3 separate regions of the Mus musculus genome follow, and all the other regions are linked to region 1. Evidence: chromatin contacts called from public ChIA-PET data. All regions are on one chromosome and are shown on one strand. Each heading gives the region's core, a stretch centred on a gene start, on an enhancer-like site or on the middle of the called end of the contact. The rest is flanking DNA. Distances are from core to core; before and after follow the strand shown.

Region 1 (3,880 bases), core at 1,174-3,673:
ATAGGAGGAATGACAATATGAACCAACCAGTACTCCCACAGCTCCTAGGGACTAAACCACCAACCAAAGAGTACACATGGAGGGACCCATGACTCTAGCTGCATATGTAGCAGAGGATGGCCTAGTCAGTCATCAATGGGAGGAGAGGCCCTTGGTCCTGTGAAGGCTCTATGCCTCAGTGTAGGGGAATGCCAGGGCCTGGAAGCAGGAGTAGGTGGGTTGGTGAGCAGAGGGAGGGGTGAGAGAATAGGAGTTTTCAGAAGGGGAAATCAGGAAAGGAGAGAACATTTGAAATGTAAATAAAGAAGATATCTAATAAAAAAAGAAAGAAAGAAAAAACTAAGCAAACAAACCCAAACTGAGTCTAAATAAATGTTAAGGATCTTCACTTTCAGTCCAAGATTGCTCTCTCCTTCTAAAGTAGGGCAAGGAGGAAAATGGCGGGCATGAGTTGTCCTAACCTTTGGGGTCTCTGCAAAGTCCCCTGAGACCACCATTTCCATGTAAACTCAGAGGAAAGGTCTGGCAGTTCCATGTAGGTGGGACAATCAACACTCTCTGCTTCCTCAGAAATGGAAGCTCCGGTGAGGTTTTCGAGTACTGGCTGAAGAGAAGAGGTCTACAGAATGACAGGGCCACAGAGAAGCATATAAGAATGACAGCCATGGCCCAGGCCACTTGCTAGACAACTGCTTCCTCATGCCCACACTGCTGTGCGCTTTATTACAACCCCTTATCTCTGTTCACTTCTCCCACTACATTTTTTGAGGTTAGATTTAAACCTTCGTTTTAAAGTCGCAAAAGACCAGAGCAGAATGATGTCAGCAGGAGACAGGATAGAAGGATCTAGAAATTCCAGTCTTAGCGCTGAATGGCTCTATCAGTTCAGGAAATGGGAGAATGGGCTTTTGCGTAGAGTGGGGTTGCTATACAGTAGGCAGACCAATCAACTAGTTGTTTTGCAGAGCTAATTTGGGAGTGAAAAGCGTGGTGTCTTCATGTGCACGGCTCATGCTCCGACCTTCTCCAGGTCCTAATCCTTTACCTCCTGGTTTTCCTGCAGCTCCAAAACCAAGTAAATCTTTCCCTTTTCCTTTCCAAGTTAGAAATGGAAGCGGTGGGATTTATCATCAGAACTGCTTCAATCCGGATGGATGGTGCTGAGACTGTTTCCTCCAACCGGCACTGCCTGTCTCTTCCTTGTCACCATTTGGAAGCTGCCCTGCCTCGCCATTTTTAGCATCTCTAAGGGGATTAAGGCTCTCAGTTCATTGTCTTCAAACTTCCACAGGAGAGAATCACAAAAATACTTCAGAGCAAGATGCCTGGGAGCTCGGAGCAGACAGAAGCCCCATCACCCTCCGGACGTGCTTTCTAGCCGTCACAGGGCACCCGCACACAGCAGCTGCGTGGCAGCAGATGAAGTACTTAGCTGGACCCCTTCATTTATCAGATTGTCATGAAACCCTCTCAAACATAATGCCAAGTGCCAGTTACAGACGCTGCTTTTCAGAGTGGGCAAACGGAGGCTTCGGGGAGTGTGAGAGAACCCACTCACGCACCATGGTCCACACAGATACTAAGAAGATGATGTTTTAAAGTTGATCAGTATCTCTGGAATATAAAAGTTTCCTTTTCTTCCCTCCTTCCTCTCCCCCTTCTCTTCCTCCTACTTATTCCTGCACTCTGTTTTAACTGAGGCCTTGCAAACACCACACACACATACATACACACAAATGCACACACACATGCATACACACATACACTCACACATACACACATATACACTCACACATACACACATGTATGCACACATACACACACATACATCCATACATACACATACACACATGCATACACACAAACACACATACATGCACATACACACATGCATAGACACATACACAAACATACACAAACACACACACACACACAAATTGGTGGTAATTTGAGTGCCAGTATCTGGCTTTTGAAAAAAGTACATTTTTCTTTAACTTCTACCTTATACCTAGCAAAAGTTCATCAACAGTACCTGAAGGTTTAAAAGGTTGTGAGAAGCCAATAAACCTCCCAACTTGACTACTCCTTCCCCAACAAAACAAGTAATTGTAGCAAAGCTAAAGCAATTTAACTCCAATTATGGAATTTGTTACTGAGCTGCTCCTGATAGCAGGCAGTATAACATTCATTAAAGGGTCAGCAGGATAGGAGCCAGGAGAAACTGCTTTTGGCACCTTCTGGCCATATGCAGTTACCTCTTAGATTCGACTGAATTACAGCATCTTATCTGCAAAATTAAATTTTCTTCTAAAAAGTGAGCAAGGTGAAAAAAAATCGGCCAGTGGAGAAATGAATGCTCCTCTAAGATCAGTCCGCAAATCTGAGCCACACAGAGAGGCCACTGAAGGACTCAAGATAAGCTTATCTGAGGACACTTTCTTCTAGAATTCTGCACACTGCCCCCACAGTTGCTGAAGCATGTCGGGGATGGAGGCTGAGAGCCAGGGGGTTGTTACTAGGCTGTTGATCTCATGGAAACACACGGTGAAGCCCAGTGGGCAGACTAGCCTGCTACAGAACCCAGCGGAGGACAGCTTCCCCTCTGCTGACAAACTAGAGGCAGCAGCCTGCACCCTTGGACACCACTCAAAGTCTAGTCATGTCCCTGTAGCTAGGTACACAGACTAAGTAGCTGTGCATCTAAATAAGCACCAGTTTATGGGGCCGGGGAGACGGCTGACTCCCATGATAAGGTGCTTACCGTGCAAGCTCAAGAACCAGAACTCAATCCCTGCCCCTGGCATGTGTGTAACCCCTGTACCCGTGCTCCTGCACACACTATAAACACGGACACGAGTGCACACTCACAGACGCACACGCACCTTAAAATAAGTGTGTTTATGAGCACTACTGCTTTGAGGATGAAGCATAGCTACCCATCAAGTGCTCAGCATCACAAAGGGTCAGTGATAACAACGAGGAAGAGGAGGAAGGGATGGGGATGACTACAGAACTGGGTACCAGCCAGAGCAAACTTTCCCTTAAACATTGGATGAATTAGACTCTTGCTAAGATCCATCAAAACAAAGTATCAGTCTTCAAACAAAATGTATTTGGATAATATTTAAATTTTCATTTTCATTCTTAACTGTTTTACTTTGGAGGGAGAGAAAACGTTTCATATTTACAGTGTTTCAAATAAAGAGACAGAGAAAACATGTAACAAAACTAGCCTGTGATTTTGGCCTTTGGCTATTATATAAATATATAAAAGCCAATCACACTCTGGGGAGTGGAATGCTACAAAAATGCAAAACCAGTGAAGAGTATTTTCTGCAGCATCATTTTCTGAGAAGCCCCTGAGTGATGGTGGTGGGTAGAGAAACTGAGGCACAGAGAGTATTGAATAAACATACATTCTTCATTCTGGTAGACTTGCAGGGGGCAAAAAGCGACTCTGTGCATATATTTGGGATCATATTAGCAGTTGAACCAAATTCCGCCCCAGTCAGGTGCTGCCCACGTCTCCTTGCCGTTATCAGAACGCTTCGCCTTGCACATTTTGTCCTGGCATCTGAGCACACAGCCGAAATACTGATGCTCAGATAACATGGAGAATAAAATCCGCACGAAGTTAACACGTTAGAACTTTTCCATGAGTAATGTGCTCCCTGAGATAAGCTTTATTGCATAGAAGCGATTAACAAGTTTATGGGCTGAGTAGTTCATGTTCCCCCATGGCCGAGCCCGCTGGGGACTGAGATGGGAAAGACTCTCCTTCACATTCCTTGACTATCTGGTCTGTATCAGATTCGCATATTAGAGAAGATGGTTCCTGGAAACTTCTCTGTCCCCGTCTTGAGACACTGGCCTTTTCTTC
Region 2 (3,814 bases), core at 775-3,274, 170 kb after region 1:
TGTGTGTGTGTGTGTGTGTGTGTGTGTGTGTGTATGTCCCACACTGGGGAGATTATCAAAAGAGATGTTTTTGGAAACATGCTACTTCTTAATAAATAAATATTTAACACTATGAAAATATATTCACAGTAGGAGTGTATTATTTATCAACCAATTCCTAGTGAGACTAAATTTTGTTTAGCTTTAAGATTTCTTTCTCTTTTTTTTTTTATACTGTTCAAAGAATTTGAATTTGCTTTAAAGTGTAAAAATGTGCTGCAGGCAGAAGGCAGTGTGAAATGTTCTTGCATGATAATGAAGAGAAAAACTCAAAAACTTGCTCTCCAGCTCGCCTGTGCCGATGCTCTGAGGTAAATGACTGCAGGGCTTTCAGAATCCACCGTCCTGGGACCGCCCTTTCCTAGGCAAAGCATCCTCCTCCTTCATGCAGTCAGAGGCATTTCCCTTTTGTTTCTGGTCCATTCTCTCAGAGAAAACTGACAACCACCGATAGATAACCTCTTTATTCACCAATTTCCTTAGAAAATGATAAGAAGGGGGTCCTGTCTAGGAAGACAGAGGTGAGTGTATGTGCCAAGCTCCAGCGGGATCGGAAGAGAATTCACCATGGAGGACAGCTACCAGGAAAGCAGCCATGTCTGAGACTGATGGGAGGGTGGTGCTCAGATCAGCCCTTCCTATCTCAGACCCACACATGATTTCCCGATGAAGACATTTGTCCACCCAGCATCGCTGGTGTCTCTAACCATTCCTACCACAGAACAACAGCTGTCAACACCTGCCCCAGACACAGAAGCCAGGAGAGACTGCAAGTGGGAAAGGGACTGCAATACAAAAACAACTCTGTCCTCTTAGGGACAAAATTGCTCCTATCCATTGCTGACTATGTATCATCTTTGACAAGGACTTAACTATGTAACTTCTAATGAATATGATCACTTAATTAAGGAAGCAAGTTGTCACGTGGCTCTTCAGACACCTGGTTCTATGCCAAAAGGAGTCTGGTGGCTTTTCTTTACTAGGGCATTTGAAGTTTAAAATTTCAAATGAGGTTGATGTGGAGAATCAGTGCATGTTAGGGTCACAATAGACAAAGACCTGAATGACTGGACAAAGGAGGGAGGGGCATAAGAGAACGGAAAATTTTAGGGGACTTTTCCACTCATGGGCAGCATACACCCTCATGCAAACAAAGCCTTGAGGCTAAGACCATATTTTTTTTTTAAAGTGATGAAAGATTTGCTAAGGCCTGGGAGGGGGTGAACAATGGCTCTTTTTTAAAATCCTCCAAAATTCAGTCCGACATGCTAGCAGTTGCAGGGGAAAGCCTTTTGTTTCTGTTTCCAAAATGTGAGTTTCCTTCCTGGAGCCCAGAAAGTTTGAGCTGCTGTCTGTCAGAGGCCAGAGAGCTTAACTGTCAGCCTCTCTGCCCTGACATCTGTCCTTGTCCTGAGTCCCTCACGCTGTTAACCAGCCACCTCTGACAGGAGACACTTGGCTCCGCTAGTCAGAGAGAAGCCACCAGGCGGGTTCTGGAACTCTTAGTTTGCTGGGTGTCGCTCAGTAGCAGCCTCCAGTGAGCTGCTCTCCACGGTGGTCTGTACCCGAGTGGGGATGACAAGGACTCCTGACCACACGAGTCTTTGCCACCTGTGTCTTCTTCCCTTCTTCCTCCACGGATTGTTAGAACCACTTAAAAGCAAAACACCAAAAAAAATACCCCTGGTATCTTTAGCTGCTCCAGCTCACTGTGTTCAGATGCAGTTGCTAAGCTCTGTTGGATAAAACTTAGTACTTAGAGAAAAGTCCACACGGAGTTTTGTTGTGGTGGTGGTGTATTGTGTTGTGTGTTTAATTCAGCTGTGGATAATAGAACAGGTTGCCTTTTAAAAAATGCTGTACCCCATCTCCTCCTCCTTTCTCTATCTGACTTCCAACTGCCAGCCAGTCTGGGAACAGCTCGAAGCTCACTGTGGTCATATGCTATACTGTACTTTGGTGCTTAACAACCTTCATCGAGCTGTCACAAACGGATGATCTCATCGGTCCTCAGATGACCCTGAGATGTGGATAGGGTTGCTGGATTCTTTATCACGGGTTCCCACATGAAGAAAGGAGAGTAAATAAATTATATAACACAGCCAAGGTCACTGTGGCAGTGGTGCAACTGGATTCCAACAGAAGCATTCAACTTCCGGGCTGGCCCCCTGGTTTGTTTACCTTTCCACCTTTGTCGATGGGGCCGATCCAACCCTGTTCAGGAAGGTTATGTGCCTCCTTTGAATTCACCGTTTCTCATGGTAAAGGTTAGCAAGAGTGTAGCCACAGTTCTCTGGTCTCAGTACCTACACACATTTGAGAGGTGACAATTTTTTCTGTTTCTATGTTCTGTTTTCATGCTGGCTTATTATTGTCTTTCCTAGCAGGGATTTTCTATTTAAAAGTCATAATGGGAGCAATTTCTTTTATCTCCTTATTTTCTCTCTTCTGTGTTTTCCCTTCCTTTGTCTTTCTTCTCACACTTCCTCTTTGCTTCCTTTTTCTCTCTGCCTGCCTTTTTCCTGCTTCGTGTGTGTGTGTGTGTGTGTGTGTGTGTGTGTGTGTGTGTGTGAGAACATCTCTATGTGAGTATGTGTTATGTGTGTGAGTGTGTGTATGTGTGTATGTGTGTCCGAGTGTCTATGTGAGAATGTATATGTGACTGTGTGTGAGTTGTGTGTATGTGAGTGTATGTGAGTGAGCATGTGAGTGGGTGTGTGAGTTTGTGTGTGTGTGTTGTGTAATTGTGTGTGAGTAAGTGAGTGGGTTGTGACTCTGTGTGTGTGTGTGTGTGCTGCTAATTATGTACTATAATTTCTGGCTAAGGTATAAGTGTTGAGGCCATACGATTTCACAGGCTGTTATTTTGTCAGTGAATTTTTTTAAGTAATAATTTTCTACATGAGTGAAGAGTAGACAATATTTACACTAATCAAAGAACACATATGGTTAAAAAAAATGAAGACAATATAACTTGCAGATTTCTTCAATGGGCAGTGCCACTTGTTCCTTGTCTTCTCAAATGAAGAATTCCATGGAGGGACACGGGCAGTTTAACCACAGGTAGATTTAGCAAAGCAAAGAGGGATGGAGTGGGCTGTTCCAAAGGGGCTTAGAAGGCTGGTGGATTCTGTATGCTGATTTAAGAGGAACGTATGAATATTTATGGATGGATGGCATATTTATGAAGGCGAGGCCAACTTTCTCCTGTCCAAGTTAGGGTAGACTAGATCTCTTATCTAGGGTATTTCTTTTGTAATTCTCTTTAGATATCTATGGGAGGTGGTGGGTGTGGGCCGGTGTTTCAAAGGCATGTAGAGGTGATTGCATAATACAGTCAGTCACAGAATGTGTCATATTGATGGTGTTTGTTGATAAGTCATGTATGGCAGGTTGTTGGCTCGCCTTCCCCCCCCCCAAAAAAAAAAACAATAATAAGAGAGAAGAGATAAGGGGCATTGCAGTGTTGTTTCTCTTTTTATGCTTGTCAGGTTGGGTGCCAGAGGTGAAGCGGGTGGTTAGATAGCAGCTGCACCCTAGAAGCCATGGGTCATGTGATCCGAGCGCAGCTACATACACCAATCATTTCTACTTCTGTACTTTTATCAACGGAATTACAGCAACCTATGTTTTCAGTAAACTTTAACTGCGGGTTTCATTTCACATTTTAAAAATCGTTATTAAAGCATCAGCCTGCTGAAATGATTACACAAGCCTAGAACGGTGCTTCGGGGAGGAGAGATGCGGCTTCTCCGCAGGAGCGAGCAGGGTTTTC
Region 3 (3,996 bases), core at 116-2,615, 230 kb after region 1:
TTGGCCACCCACCTGTAGTAGTGGCCACAGGCCCCAGCGCCACCTGAGACCGCACATGGTTGTTGTGTTCTTCTTCCTCCAAAGTGTGGCAGAAAACCTCCTCCCTCTCCTTCCCCGCATCTACCTTTTCCTCCTGGGACCTGAAAATCCCACCTGTACCTTCCACCCAGAGAGTGCACGCAATTATTGTGCTGGATGGTGGGGTGATTCACGCTCCAGTGGGGCAGTGCCATATTCAGAACAGTGTGTATTGAAGTAGGTAGACAGAAAACAAGGCCCTATGGCAAGGCCTTGCATGCCTCTCTTATCTGAGTCCAAGTGAGGTCTTAAGGTATGATCCTTTATTCTTAGACAAATGCAAAAGAGCCTGACCCCCCCTAAAGGAAACAGCACACACTGGGGAGAGAGCCAACTCCAAGTGAGGGACAGCAGCTTCAGTCAGCCTGCCACCAGCAGTGGCAGCTCAAAGCTGGAAAAACAGTAAAATTTTACATCCAAGAATAATGTCTGACAATTCATCACATGTATCAATATACTGTGCGGACCCTTTTTTAAAAGGAAGAATAGTAGATAATGGGAAGAACTTGAAGTATGATTAAAACTGCAGAGGATTATAGTGCAATATGATTCTGCAACTGAAACAGGATGAAGCCTCAGAGGAGAGTGTCTCTATGAACTTGCCATAGCTGGCACCCCAGGGTGTTGAGGCTGGGACATCTCTGAGTGAAAAGGCATGTACTGTTTTGGTAATCATCTAGGAGGAAAGCTGTCTTAAATATTCATCTTTAGAAGTAAAGGGTAAACAGATATCTATTAACTGGGAGGATTCTGACACTCTCTTGTAGGCACCGTGTCTGATATTGTGCTTCTGTTTGATACCTAGCCACCAGTTCCTAAATTAAATGAAAAAAACAGCCTTGAGCAACCTCTCTTATCTGAGTCCTTGTGAGGTCTTAAGATATTATCCTTGATTCCTAGACAGCAGGCTGAACTTTCTCCATCTGCTGCTCACAGCTATGCTAGAGAACAGAAAAGGCTATGGTTTAGGGACATAGCCTCGCAGGAAGCAAGTTGTAACAGACAGTGGAAACTATCTTGTAATTACAGCTGTGAAAAGAACGCAAGTAATTAAGAAAACGTTTTGTTCTCCAAGGTCTGGCTCCCCTGTTTGTTCGCTGGAATGACTTAGTGTTTCTGGAGTTCACAACAGGCCAGAGTCTGGTTCATTAGCTCTAATCTGATTAGGACTTGTGTTTCTTTGTTCTGTGTGTCCTCAGGTGGCAATTTTGGCTGAACATCTCACATTTTTGCCTTGTGGCTAGGTACAGAACCATAGCTTCTCCTGTGCGTTATGTAAGAAGGTCACAGATCTCAGGCATCAGTCTGAAGTGCTGAGTGTGTTTCTTTCCAAACCACCCTGACATGAGAATTTTACTGAACCACAGGCCATAGCACTGCAAAGCACTTGGGTACAAGGAGAGCCCTGCATTGTCCCAGAGAAACTAACAGGGAGACAAAACTCTCCTTTTAAAGTCCATAGAAAAGTGTTCCGAAGTATATGCACAAAGTGTATAAATTTAAATAATGTAAATTAAAATAATATATCTAAGATATGTGTATACAGTTAAATAACTAGAAATGAATTTATGAAAACTTTCTCTAAATCTCTTTAGTTAATTGGTGAATAAATTTCCTTCATCTAGTTAGATATTTAGCAAATTGTCTAAATTAGTTAGGGTTAATCTGGAGTCTGCTGTCAAGACAGATGAAAGCATCTTAAAGGTCACTTGTCAGACATAAAGGGACTGCAATGTAAGCCCACTAGTGATAGAGAAATCACAGAGCCACCTGGAAAAGGCTTTAAGTTAGATATGAAATACAGGTAGGGCCCACATAAATATTATATTTTGAAAAACAAGAACTTTGTACACAAATAGGCAGGAAAGACTGTTTGTGGGAAATGCCACTGGGTACCATGACAACAGTCCCACTGAAAAGTTCTATAGTAATAGACATATAAACATATTACATGTAATACCATAAATATATACCATGTAATACCATAAGCATATATCATGCAATAACATAAACATATACCATGCACTAACATAAACATATGCCATGTAATAGCATAAACATATACCATGCAATAAGTCCATGCAGACTTTCATACTCATTGAATCATGTAGGAAGAAAAGCTCTTTCTGCTATTACAATACTTAGAAGATCTATGTTATTTCAAAAATTAAATTGTCCCTTTATTTATTTATTCAGGCCTTTCAGGTCACTAGGGAATAAAAATGAAGTCATGTGTCAGGGTGGTTCTGGGTGGGACATGTGCCAGTCTGGGGTTCAGGATGGCTCTGGACTGGAGGCTGTGTGCTCTTTGGGGAGGCAGAGAGGCTCACACTTGCCCCCAGCATTCCAACATCTGAACATGAAGTTCTTGGCTCCTGGAGCAGCCGACCGATTAGCAGAGCCTCATGTGACCCACGGAGGACATTTTAATTACAGTCGGTCTGGTAACATTTACCCAGCCGAAGGTGTCTGGTTCGTTAAGTACCCCCCCCCCAGAAGCTGAATCTAAGAAACATATGCCAGACTGGCCTTCGGCCTGTGAAAGATAGGCAGGGCATCTGATCAAAATAGACATGATGACAAGCCCTCAGATTCATTTCATCTAGGGACAATCTCCTCGGGTTCTGTAATGACACCAAAATAAACTGCCCTAGGTTGAGAGGAACCGATACATTGTGTAAAAACCTACAGAGACACAGCTGTGCAGCCACCCCTGTACCCGACTCCAGTTTTCATATCTGCAACACGGTGAAACAGAAAATCCTTCCTGATCTTCGGCTTCAACCCACGGCAGACGGAGTGAGGATAAAATCAACCCTTCGCACCTAGCAGTGTTCAGTCCCTGGTACTTAGCCAGCCGCCCTAACGTTAACAAGCTTAGTTCTGGGAAGTACCTTCTGGACCAAAAGATAAGACCGCTCGTCCCCGGCAAATCGCATTTTCTCAAATATTTTTGCCCAAAGCTGAGGTGTAAGCCTTCTAATAGAATTATGCAAATTTTGTCCTAACTCTGAATGTTTTAAGAAGGAAACATCACTTTGAAGCGTCACAGATACGCGGGCCTGACACTGCAAAAGCAAGCTGGGGACTACAGTCAGTGATGGAGACAGGGATGATACCGGAGGCAGGACCTCCTGAATCTCTGAGGTGGTTATGTTTTGCACAGACTTCAAGCACCTCCTGCCTCGGAAGGTCAGTCTGACTGTGGATGTGAGGATGGAATTGCTGACTGGACATTAGGGGATTATCTGCTTGGCAGAACAGAGCCCGGTTCCAGTGCATCTTGCTCCTGATTTGAACTGGCTGGCGGAGCGCAGACATCCCAAGCACAAGGTTGGATGGTGAACATGGACAGCCAAGCAAGGCTTTTGTAGCTCCTAAAAGCAGATATGGTTGCTTGGGAAATAATTTTACGAGAGGCGTATTCCTTTATGTGATCTGGAAAGATGACTATAAAGAATGTGTCCAGTCTAATACATGCTTAACATTTCAGACTAGGCTACCATGCCTTTTTAAAATGTCCACACATGGAAGGTAGGTCAGCTATACTATGGGAAAGCACACAAATTGTTCTCACTCTTTGATTCTTGACCCCTTCACACACGTATGAACAAAAGCATTTATTTGAAATAGTGTGTGCCACAAAGCACTGTCAGATTGTGAACTCATACCTAAGTGGCCAATGAAAGCTGTGATCTTATTGGACGAAGCCTGAATGGCAACCCCAACCAAAACATAGTTTCCTGTTAGGAATTTCTTGAACTTGAAAGACAGAACAAAAGCAGAGGTGTTCCCAGTTGTCCTGTGAGCTGGGTTTCTCCTTGGGTTGTGTGTTTCTATCATTGTTGCCCTTCCAGGTGAATATAGTCTCTTTCAAAAGACAGTGGCTATACAAGGCAGAGAGGTCAAGGGGAGATG

Evidence for each region. ChIA-PET counts read pairs in DNA pulled down with a chosen protein or histone mark.
Region 2: a contact with region 1 is called in an SMC1A ChIA-PET map of the G1E-ER4 cell line, with 18 read pairs. The contact joins two enhancer-like sites. A contact is called at or near these places in 2 of 39 promoter capture datasets (the C10 cell line and cranial neural crest), 1 of 15 datasets of contacts at CTCF or cohesin (the G1E-ER4 cell line), 2 of 484 Hi-C or Micro-C datasets (both in the G1E-ER4 cell line) and 4 of 115 datasets of contacts at active chromatin or transcription factors (CD8 T cells, cardiomyocytes, microglia and 1 more).
Region 3: an SMC1A ChIA-PET map of the G1E-ER4 cell line shows a contact between it and region 1, with 8 read pairs. The contact joins two enhancer-like sites. A contact is called at or near these places in 1 of 15 datasets of contacts at CTCF or cohesin (the G1E-ER4 cell line), 2 of 484 Hi-C or Micro-C datasets (bone marrow-derived macrophages and nephron progenitors) and 1 of 115 datasets of contacts at active chromatin or transcription factors (trophoblast stem cells).

The regions. Positions count from the first base shown.
Region 1 is chr10:21,509,093-21,512,972 of GRCm38.p6, forward strand. No RefSeq gene overlaps it. Among named protein-coding and RNA genes, the nearest start is that of Gm33892, 61 kb to the right of the region's middle. Within about 2 kb of position 2,424, at least 5 of the 459 cell types and tissues checked have an H3K27ac peak or open chromatin away from gene starts, as enhancers often do. A contact at or near this core is called in the G1E-ER4 cell line, where this site is marked.
Region 2 is chr10:21,684,142-21,687,955 of GRCm38.p6, forward strand. No RefSeq gene overlaps it. Among named protein-coding and RNA genes, the nearest start is that of Gm5420, 4.8 kb to the right of the region's middle. Within about 2 kb of position 2,025, at least 92 of the 459 cell types and tissues checked have an H3K27ac peak or open chromatin away from gene starts, as enhancers often do. A contact at or near this core is called in the G1E-ER4 cell line, where this site is marked.
Region 3 is chr10:21,739,241-21,743,236 of GRCm38.p6, forward strand. No RefSeq gene overlaps it. Among named protein-coding and RNA genes, the nearest start is that of Gm5420, 50 kb to the left of the region's middle. Within about 2 kb of position 1,366, at least 7 of the 459 cell types and tissues checked have an H3K27ac peak or open chromatin away from gene starts, as enhancers often do. A contact at or near this core is called in the G1E-ER4 cell line, where this site is marked.